Linked DNA regions of Mustela erminea: region 2 is linked to region 1. A link is a contact called in public Hi-C data. All regions are on one chromosome and are shown on one strand. Each heading gives the region's core, a stretch centred on a gene start, on an enhancer-like site or on the middle of the called end of the contact. The rest is flanking DNA. Distances are from core to core; before and after follow the strand shown. Region 1 holds the start of FZD7 (frizzled-7). Region 2 overlaps KIAA2012.

Region 1 (5,658 bases), core at 1,199-3,698:
AAAACCCATTCCAAAAAAACAAAACACTCCCCCAAATTAGACTTCGCTTTTATGCTTTTTGCATTTGTCCGCCTGGGACAGGGCAACAGGTCTCAGGCCTCACATCTGTGATGCTTTCCATCTGGGGTGGGATTTCTGCATCTGATGCATAGACTGTTTTAAAAATATTTCATTCACCCCTTGTATTTTCTTAAAGGGTTCTCCTTTTTTCTTTCTAAATAATTATCCCTATTACCTATCATCAGCGAGCTGTCTGGGGCTATAATCTGGGGAGTAAAAGCTCATCAACTAAACTGGTTGTAGCTGTATTTGAGACACAGTATCTTACCCTGTCGGTTTTCATTTTATTTGATGACAGTGCTTGCAATTTCTCCTTCAATAAGCAAAGATGACTTAGATCAGTGGCCTGATGAATAAGCATGAAAATTTGATTTAGAAAAGGAAGATATCCAGAAGCTCACTGAGAGAAAAAAGGATTTCCAACCCCCTCCCACACACACTTTAAATGACAAAGCAAAGCAGCAGCATTGTCTTTAAACAACATCTTTCAAGTCAATATCAATGCTCCCCAATGTTAGGTAGTAAGAATAATAATTTAGAAAGAAAAAGAGGAGACTTTAAAAGTATATAAGGAAGGAATAAAATATTTTTAAAGCAAATGTCATTAATCCTTTGTATTACCCTGGAGCAGATAACCTAAAAGAAAACAAATAAGGTCCTGGGTGTGAGGGGAAACTGATGCTTTGGAAGAAACTGTTGAGGGGCGGAGGGAGAACGTGAGCAGTCTGACACCCTACCTTGGCCCACATGATTCAGCCCTTCAGGTCCATTAACAAGAGTGGGAAAGTACAAAGAACTGTGAAGTGGAAGGTAAATGCCTAGTAAACTTCAGTAATAGAAAACAAATAAAAGAAAAACAGAGGAAGGCCAAAGTCTCCCTAGAAAGGGAACCCAATGCATCTGCGATTTCGAAACCAGTTTTTTCTTGCTGGAGAAGCAGCTCCCCGGGGACAGCAGAGATAACAACTTCTGCAAACACGCAACCTGACCAGAAACCACTCGGGGTCCAGAGCCTGGAGCTGAGACGGGCAGAAGGAAGGGCTCGGCCAGGAGTAACGATTTCTCAAGCATAGTATTAGTGCGCGCGCGCGTGTGTGTGACAGAGACACAGTGAGAGACAGATTTAGCCTTTCTCAAACTGTCACTTCCCCTGCATGGGAATTCATGATATTCTTTGCAGCCCAGAGAGAGAGGAGAGCCCCCCCCCCCCCCCGGTCAATTCTGACCTCCGCGGGAGTAACCCGAGAGCTCAGGGGAGCGCCCAGTGTTGTGAGCAGGGCGAAGATTTGGCCGGGAACAAAAGACCGCTTGCCAATCAGAAAACGCCGCTGGAGAACGCGGATAACCTCTCTTTGTGTTTTGAAAACTTCTTAATTAGCAAACGCCCTGCTTTGTAATACGCATGAAAACTTCTCTATGTAACATTGCAACTGCAGGATCAAGTCGTTGCTTCTGCAACGAAGAGGGCAGCCCGAAAGGCCGCAAGCCCAAGGACCAAGGAAAGCACCGCAGTCGAAGACGCACTTGAAACCGTGCAGAGTTCCCGGGCGCGCGGCCTCAGGTACATCTGTAACTGCCCCCCACCCCCGTCGGAGCTTTCCCGTAACCGCTCTAAAGCCGCACCAGAGTTCCACACTCTGGGCCGTGCGCGCGGGCGGGGTGGCCTGGGGGACCGCGGCCCGGGCCCTCTCCCCTCGGAGGGGTCTGCACTTCCTCCCGCCTTAAGTCGGCCCCCTCCTCCCGACTCCAGTTTCTCCTCGGACGCGGGCCCCTCCTCCTTCCTACACCCGGAGAGGGGGTGAAAGGGACTGCGGCCTCACGTGGTCTGTTTGGGTCAGGGGAGAAAAAAGCGATCCGAGAGGCGCACCCCCTTCTCGCTCGGTACCGAGCCCCACATTTAGGATCCAGCTACCCTGAAGCCCCCTGCCTAACCCGGCATTGTCAGCCCAGGCAGGGCTAACGTGACTCCGGGTCACGTCTCTCCGCCCCGGCGCTGCGCTGTTCTTCCAGCAAAATCCCCTCTCGCCGCGCCCTGCCGCTCGAGATGTGTGTTTTAGTGTACCCGGAAGAGGAGCAAACCTTTAAAGCAAATTCCCTTTCTGGTGCGTTCACCCCCCACCCCCACCCCTCGAGCGAATTCACCGTAAAAGTTTTTCTTAACTTTTCCTTCCCAGCCCCCTGCCCCTCCCCTCAGGAATCCGCCCAGAGCGCTGCAGACTCCGCCCCTCCGGGTCCCTCGCCCGGCCCTTCCGACTTCCACCCAATCCGGAGGCCGCCACACAGAAAACAAAGGCTACCATTGGGCCGCCCCGGAGCTCGAGGGCCCGCCCCCGGAGCGGTTTGTGAATGGGGGGAGGGGAGGGGGCGGGGCGGCCCGGAACCCTGCGAGCCCGACGCTTCTTCTGGCGAGTTGCGCGACTCCGAGTCGTTACTCTGCGCTCCCTCCCGGCGGGCGGCGGCGGCGGCGGCGGGCGGCGGGCGCCGGGACTCACGGGCCGGGGCTTCGCGAGGCTGGAGAAGCCAGGCCCAGGCCGCGGGCACCGGGCCCTCGCAGCTTCGGACGCAGTGTAACTGGATTTCCGAAAAGAACTCGCTGGGCTGCTGGCTCCAAGGCGCCGATCGGACTCGGAGCGAGAATCACCCGTTTGGCAGAAACTTGGGGGCCGAGCTTTTGGGGCTGAGGAAGGAGCCGGGGAGCAGAAAAGGAGGCGAAGGAGGCGGCGGCGGCGGCGGCGAGCAGAGCCTCGAGGCGAGGAGGCGGAGCAGCACGGCCGAGGCGGCGGCCTCGGCTCGCAGGCGGCGGCGCCGGGCTCTAGCCTGCCGGGGGCCGGACTCGGTGTGGGGGCGCGTGCGTTCCTGCGCGCCGTGGGTCGACAGACTTTGGGCAAACTTTGAAGGGTAACCGGAGACGCTTGCTGCTCCTCGCCGCAGAAAAAGCCGCACCGTTACGTCGCAGCGGGAGAATAAAGCGGCCCCACTCGGCGCCCCCGGCCCAGGCTGGCGGGTTTGGGCCCCCAGCGGCTGCTAGAGGGCTGGGCGGAGACGGCTGCGGCGCCCCCGCGGCGCGGGCACCCCAGCTGCAGCGCCCTCGGCTCCGCGCCGCCCACGGCCCGGCCTCGGCGCCGGGAGGACTCTCATGCGCGGGGCGCGGCTGCGCCTCCTCGGATCCGAGCCTCTCCCGGCTGCCTCTTCGCGCTCTGCGGGCTGAGAGCGCCGCTGCACCCGCGGCCGGCGATGCGGGGCCCCGGCGCGGCCGCGTCGCGCTCGCCCCTGGGCCTGTGCACCCTGGTGCTTGCGCTGCTGGGCGCGCTGCCCGCCGGCGCCGGGGCACAGCCTTACCACGGCGAGAAGGGCATCTCAGTGCCGGACCACGGCTTCTGCCAGCCCATCTCCATCCCGCTGTGCACGGACATTGCCTACAACCAGACCATCCTGCCCAACCTGCTAGGCCACACGAATCAAGAGGACGCGGGCCTCGAGGTGCACCAGTTCTACCCGCTGGTGAAGGTGCAGTGTTCTCCCGAACTGCGCTTCTTCCTGTGCTCCATGTACGCACCCGTGTGCACGGTGCTGGATCAGGCCATCCCGCCGTGCCGCTCTCTGTGCGAGCGTGCCCGCCAGGGCTGTGAAGCGCTCATGAACAAGTTCGGCTTCCAGTGGCCCGAGCGGCTGCGCTGCGAGAACTTCCCGGTGCACGGCGCCGGCGAGATCTGCGTGGGCCAGAACACGTCCGACGGCAACGGGGGCCCGGGCGGCGGCCCCACAGCCTACCCCACCGCGCCCTATCTGCCGGACCTGCCCTACACCGCGCTGTCCCCGGGGGCCGCTGACGGCAGGGGCCGCTCTGCCTTCCCGTTCTCGTGTCCCCGCCAGCTCAAGGTGCCCCCCTACCTGGGCTACCGCTTCCTGGGCGAGCGCGACTGCGGCGCCCCGTGCGAGCCAGGCCGTGCCAACGGCCTCATGTACTTTAAGGAGGAGGAGAGGCGCTTTGCCCGTCTCTGGGTGGGCGTGTGGTCAGTGCTGTGCTGCGCCTCGACGCTCTTCACCGTGCTCACCTATTTAGTGGACATGCGGCGCTTCAGCTATCCGGAGCGGCCCATCATCTTTCTGTCGGGCTGCTACTTCATGGTGGCCGTGGCGCACGTGGCCGGCTTCCTGCTGGAGGACCGCGCGGTGTGCGTGGAGCGCTTCTCAGACGATGGCTACCGCACGGTGGCGCAGGGCACCAAGAAGGAAGGTTGCACCATCCTCTTCATGGTGCTGTACTTCTTCGGCATGGCCAGTTCCATCTGGTGGGTCATCCTGTCGCTCACTTGGTTCCTGGCAGCCGGCATGAAGTGGGGCCATGAGGCCATCGAAGCCAACTCGCAGTACTTCCACCTGGCCGCGTGGGCCGTGCCCGCTGTCAAGACCATCACCATCCTGGCCATGGGCCAGGTGGATGGGGACTTGCTCAGTGGGGTGTGCTACGTGGGCCTGTCCAGCGTGGATGCGCTGCGGGGCTTCGTGCTGGCACCTCTGTTCGTCTACCTCTTCATTGGCACGTCCTTCCTGCTGGCCGGCTTCGTGTCGCTCTTCCGCATCCGCACCATCATGAAGCACGACGGCACCAAGACCGAGAAGCTGGAGAAGCTCATGGTGCGCATCGGCGTCTTCAGCGTGCTCTACACCGTGCCGGCCACCATCGTCCTGGCCTGCTACTTCTATGAGCAGGCCTTCCGCGAGCACTGGGAGCGCACCTGGCTCATGCAGACGTGCAAGAGCTACGCGGTGCCCTGCCCGCCTGGCCACTTCCCGCCCATGAGCCCCGACTTCACTGTCTTCATGATCAAGTACCTGATGACCATGATCGTGGGCATCACCACCGGCTTCTGGATCTGGTCCGGCAAGACTCTGCAGTCGTGGCGCCGCTTCTACCACAGACTCAGCCACAGCAGCAAGGGGGAGACTGCGGTATGAGCCCCGGCCCCTCCCCCACCCTCCCTTCCCCCATCCCCTAGCAGGGGGAGAGGCGCGGGAAGGAGAGAACTGCGGGGGGGGGGGGGTCCTGGAACCTCCGGTCCCCTCCAATGAGAAGTGACCTGGAAGAGAGATGATATTTGTAGATTTGGGGCCGGGGGTGGGTTTGGAAAAGGAGGCCCGGGTAGAAAGACGGTTCGGATGAAAAGACTTAGTGGCAAAGACTTGCAGGATGTTAATGATGGTGATGACGGTAACGATGATGTTAATCGTGTACGGTACGGGCCGACCTGGGCCTATCGCGATTGACCCAGCAGAGATGGCTCTGAGTTCTTCCCGGCTCCAGGGCCAAACTGGGACTGGGAGCGATGCCCCTGCTGCAAGACAAGTGGCCTGTCCTCACTCCTGTGAGGCCCGGGTGAAAGGTACAGCTTTGTCTGCGGCGGCGGCTTTGTTGGGAAAAGGGAGGACTCCCTGCGGTGTCCTTGTCAAGCGGTGGTCAAACCATAATCTCTTTTCACTGGGGCCAAACTGGAGCCCAGATGGGTTAATTTCCAGGGTCAGACATTACAGTCTCTCCTCCTCTGGCCCCTCCCGCCTGTTTTTCCTCTCCTAGTCCTTTCAAGTCTTGTAAAATAA
Region 2 (5,392 bases), core at 2,317-4,816, 88 kb after region 1:
TAACATTTTGGTGGTTCTCTGCCAAGAAAAAAAAAAAAAAAAAGTTTTATAAATCACCCTAACCCTTTATTTATAGACTCATTAAGATCTTGAAGAACTCCCCCTCTTTTTATTAAGGATATGATATGCACTAGGGGTATATCTAAGGATTCTTGAAATTCTCAGAATGTGTCCCTTCCAAGTAGCCAGAATCTGTGGTTCACTTAGTGTATAATATGCACAAGGGATCAGGATCTGTTCAAGCTGTGAGGTAGTGCTTAGCCCAAAGCATTTTAAGGCTGGTATGGATTTTAAGATGTATGTGTGTGCATGAGCTTTGAGTACGTGAATGTATTACCAGTTATATGTCTCAACCTATAATATGGGTTACAGTATTATTTTTTCTTCTGTCAGAATGATCAAAAAATTATAACTTTCATTAACTAATAATCCATTAATACTCTTTACTGTTTTATCACTCCTCAGACATTTGTGCCGTAAAGAAACAGGAGGCTTTTCTTTAGGATTTTTTTTCCCTCCTAGCTTCTCCCTTGCTTCTTTCACACATCTTCCTGTGTGGCTTATGGATTTTCATTTACTGTTGTTTTAATTCTCCACAATTCCTTACTTGGAAAATAACGAAGACACAAGCATTGGAACATGCCCAATAGAAAGAATTAATGAGTCTGTTTTACAAAGCACATAGGATTGCTCATTCATTTATTCATTCAACAAACACTAATCGACCATCTACTAATGCCATATACAGTGGAAGGCACATGAATACAGTTGAGAGACAAAGTCCATGCCTTAGTATCATCCACAAGAGTGAAGTATGGTGACAACTATAAATGAGTGCAGACTCACTCAACCTGGAGCTCGAGAAAGCTTTAGGAATGAGAGAACACTTAAGCTCACTTTCTACGGATATATGTAGGAACTCGCCAAGTGGAGAGAAGGAAAGGATGCTCCAGGGAAAGGGACCACATTAAGGTTGGAGAACATGGTAACATAGAAGAAATGGAAGCGGCTTCTAAAGATGGGCCCCCAGGGCACAGTTAGGGAAGGGAGTGGGGGAGAAATGCAGTTAGCTAGTGATGGGATCAGGAGCCAGATCATGAAAAGTAACTGTAGCAACTAAGAAATGTATCCCAAAGATTGTGAGATCCCACTGACACAGGAATGGATATAACCAGATTTTTATTTTAGAGAAATGACTTTTCCAACTGTGTGAAAAATGGATTGAAGAGGGCAAGTCTAGAGGCTGGGAGACCAGATGTCCATACTTACCTGAGAGTGAGTGACCAAGAACAGTGTCTTCCACAGAATTGAGATCACCACATGAATTGAAGTGTTTCTTGTTAATTATCCTCTTCCTCACAGTCTTCTACCACAGGCATCCTTATTAATCCTATGATGTATCTTGACTGGAGGGTTTCTCATGAAGTTGATATTTTGCTGCCACACAACTTGAATTTAAATTCCATCATCTAGCTTGCCTTCCATTTTGGGTTTGGTAAACTGCCATGTACCTTTGGACTGCTCCATAAAAAATAATTTATGAGCTTTTAACAGACGTTGGTGTTCCCAAAGCTAAAGCCAAACCCTTGAGACTGAGCTAGACTTAGTCTAAGAAGACATAAGTAAGTAAAAGAGCTGTTATCCCAACTTGCAAGAAAAATATTGCCCTTGCATTTACTAGGCATTTCCATATTTAAATTCGGACCAACTTCTATCTTCTAGAGGACTCTATCTGGCTCCTTTAATAGAACTCCCTGGGGTATGTCTTTAGCTTGGAGATTTTCTCAGGTCTTGAGTAATTGATATGCCCATTTCGCCCTCCTGTTCATCTATGATTTAAAGTAAAAAATGTGTAGCATTAAAAAAAATGTGTAGCATAAACAAGGTCTTAAATCTTACCCCAAGGATTTGATAATGACAATACCAAAAAGCCATCTTGGGTCTTGGTTTCCTGCATGAAACAAGCAGATCAAGATTTATTATAACACATCAAACGCTCCATAGGTCATAGGCATCTTGCGTCATATCATATAAAATATTTTTAGATATCATTCTTAAGAAAAGGTCAGCAGGGCTATGTAAAGGGACCAGAATTATCTTCCTTTTATGGTTAGTTTATACTAGGAAGATTTTTTTTAAATTAATCTGGAATTTGCCTTTGCATTTTCCATTTTTGACCACAAATACAAAACCATGAAGGTACAAAGCCTGACTTTTAGGATTCCTCCCATTGGCTTCTGCTAGGATCAGCAGGTCCATGTGTAAAATTGTGAGAAGGCGAACGTGCTTTCTGGGATCTGTTTGGCCGTGGAGATCTCCCCTCTCCAACGAGGAACCACTGCAAATTATGGGTAAAGTGTCATGAAAGCACACTAGGGATCAAAGAGTAATCATGTCTCAGAAATGACATCTGTGGGAAAAGGCCCTAAACATACTTAAAGAGGCTCCTGCCAGCACCTCCAAAAGCTACCGCGCTGGTAACCACAGAATGTTTGGTCACTTTGGAGCCTGTGGGTCTGATGTTCTTTCCCAAGCCCTAACATACAACCACAAAAGAGCCAGGTGGCCTGGGCTGCCTAATAAGATAACTTTTTGGTTGGGTCTCTATTCTGATACCAGGTGAGGCCCCCCAGAGCATCCCATATCAAGGGAAATAAGTATTAGGAAACAATGGGAATAAATATGACTGTATTTATTTCACTTTTATCAAAACAATGAACATTGTCAACATGGGTTTAAATGAAAGGAAATTTTAAGCCACCCTATTCCGTGCTAGAATCGGATGCTCTTTGTTCTTTCCTGCTTTTGAGTGTTTGGTGAAGGATCCTATGATTTGAAGAAGGCAGAAGAGTTTGGGATGAGACCCCATCTGGTAAGGGTCATCTCTGAAACAGCCTGATATCTGGTGGGAACACTATCTCCTTGCTAAAAGCCTGTGGTTAGATTAATGCTAGCATTCGAAAATCTGCTCTGGCCTGATGGTGGGCCGCCAGAGGAGGAATGTGTTTTCTGTTTATCTCTTCAGCGGCAGCACTGTTCATCACAGAAAGACTCTGAGCTCCCAGTTTCGAGCAGGTCTGGAAGCTGCGCGGTCTGTGGCCTGTGAATGTACACACCAGTTCAGAATGATGAGGAAGAGCCAGGCCCGGGTTCACGGCCAGTTGCCCGCACTGGGTGATGGGTCAGGCAGTTTCTCCAGCTTGATAACAAGGGTAGATCCTGCCACATTGTCTGGAGAGGAAGCCTCACCCCCCCACCCACTGCTTTATCTCCCAGGAATGCGGTTTGAATTGTAACTCCTCCTTGACAGCGTGGACCTCAGTAAATTACCAAGGTCTTGACCCAAGAGATGGAGAAGTTCTAAGCGATTTTTTTAGTCTCCTATCTAAAACTGTGTTTACATTTCCTGAACTCTGGCTGACTGATTCATTCTCCTGGTGTTGCAAGAACTTTCTTTATGCATTAGAATTTATAAGTTTCATTTCTAAGAGACTCAAGCTTCCTTCCAAGCCACAGTGAAGTGAACCTCATCTCAACACAATTCTGCTGGGCTAGATGTGTCCAGAGGATGGATCATGGCCAAGCAGCTGTGATGTGGCAAGCTCAAGCGAAGCTAACGGAGGGAGTGCAATGTGGAAGGAAAAGTGTTAGAAACTAGGAAGATTTGGGTTCTAGTCTCACACTATTTCAAGGAATAACCTCAAGCCAATCTCATGAAACCACTCTCTGGGCCTCAGTTTCCCCGGCTGTTTCAAAAAAGAAATATTTTAAATCTGTCTCCAAAAGCCACTTCCAAACAAGAAGAACAGGACAGCTGAGAAACAACAGAAAAGGAAAGGTCAGCCCACAAGGAATGAATAGAAACTCGGGTCAAAGAGACAAAGATGCCACGGGCTCTTAAAAGTAGCAAGCATAGAAATAACTTTCTGCTGGACACCCAGCCCACACTAGACACTGACTAAAACCCTTGTCACTGGAGCCATGTGCTTAGCTAAATCTGTTCCTCAAATAAACATTCCTTTATAAACATTAAATTCACTTTCTCGGGGATAAAAAGAAAAATAAAATAAATCCTATCCTTTCGCAGCATGGGGTTTGAGTCTTGGACTCAAAATCGCTCCTGAAAACCTCACTAGTTGTACAAGCTCGGGTAGGTTAGTTCACGTTTCAAGCCTCAGCTTCCACACCTGTCCAGAGCAGGGACCCAGCAGCCGTGGAGGAAAACCATGTAGATCAACTCCACGGCCGAGTCTGCGTGGCAGCTGCTTTGCGGCGAGTGCCACGATTTCCCTTAGTGCCCCCTCACCGGCCGTCCTTTGGCCTTTGCCTCTGTTTGCTTTATGTTTCCACTTCTCCTGTTGCCCTTCCACATTATAAGGGGAGAGCGAAATCTCTGATCTCTCTATCTGGAAGGCTGCAAAAGCGTTTTTCTACTTCAGTGAAGTACGATCATACAAAATTTATATTCAACAGTATCAGCAGATATTTTCCCATCAATATTTCCTTTTTAATTTCAGCTTTATCTGAATTTTAGTAGCACAAGGAATTTACTTTAGTTCTCTAAAAGAGCAACCAAAACAAGAAAAATAGAAATCCGAGTATGAGTTTTCAACACAGTATTTAACATGCTGTGTAGACAATGCTTCTAGAGGGTACAGGTGTTGTTTGGTGAGTAAATACGGAGGTCGTAGAGGTGTGTGTGTGTGTGTGTGTGTGTGTGTGTGTTTATAATCTTATATACATGAACTAGGTTTGTATGTATATAGTATATATAAAAATTAACTAGACCTGGATCTGACAACTTTGATCGTTTTCTCTGATTTTCACCATAGCAAACACTGAATCCAGAACCTATCTTCTCACGAATCTTCATGAAGCCTCACCTTTGACCCAAAAACCAGAGAACCAGGTACAGTACTGACTCTGAATGAGCCTGAGACTGGGAGGCAGGAATTTGGGGTTCTTGGACCAGCTTGCTGTGTGACCCTGGGTGAGACTGTTCCCCTCTCTGGGCCTCATTTGCCTCATCAGTAAAATGAGACAAGTGGATTATAAAATCACATAGGTTCCTTGGAACATCTTAACACAACCTGGACTATTTTGTGTGGCTCTTATGTGCCTGAATGAGTTGAAACAGCCTTTCCCTGACTTCTGCAAAGTCAAAAAGGTAACAAGGAAACACAGAAATGTATCATCCATCAAGGCAGTAGGCCCTAAGACTTTGTACCAAGGGCCCATCTTTTTTCCCATCCATTTCTCATTCCTAATGGGGAGGGGGAAAGTAGCAACCAAGAAAAAAAAGTAAGGGGCGCCTGGGTGGCTCAGTGGGGTAAAGCCTCTGCTTTTGGTTCAGGTCATGATCCCAGGGTCCTAGGATGGAGCCCCACATCGG

What was found. Hi-C and Micro-C count contacts between places; a contact is called where the count stands out from the background.
Region 2: a contact with region 1 is called in a Hi-C map of spleen, with 2.7 times the contacts expected there. The contact joins the enhancer-like site here to the promoter of FZD7 in region 1. A contact is called at or near these places in 2 of 3 Hi-C or Micro-C datasets (fibroblasts and spleen).

Annotation. Positions count from the first base shown.
Region 1 is chr8:13,541,633-13,547,290 of mMusErm1.Pri, forward strand. It overlaps FZD7 (frizzled-7), which reads left to right and starts at 2,449. Exons shown (of 1, transcript XM_032354451.1): 1 at 2,449-5,658. The coding sequence starts at 3,295. The coding sequence ends at 5,019.
Region 2 is chr8:13,628,820-13,634,211 of mMusErm1.Pri, forward strand. It overlaps KIAA2012, which reads left to right. Exons shown (of 24, transcript XM_032354455.1): 13 at 4,833-4,909. Among named protein-coding and RNA genes, the nearest start is that of KIAA2012, 51 kb to the left of the region's middle. Within about 2 kb of position 3,567, the one cell type or tissue checked has open chromatin away from gene starts, as enhancers often do. A contact at or near this core is called in fibroblasts, where this site is marked.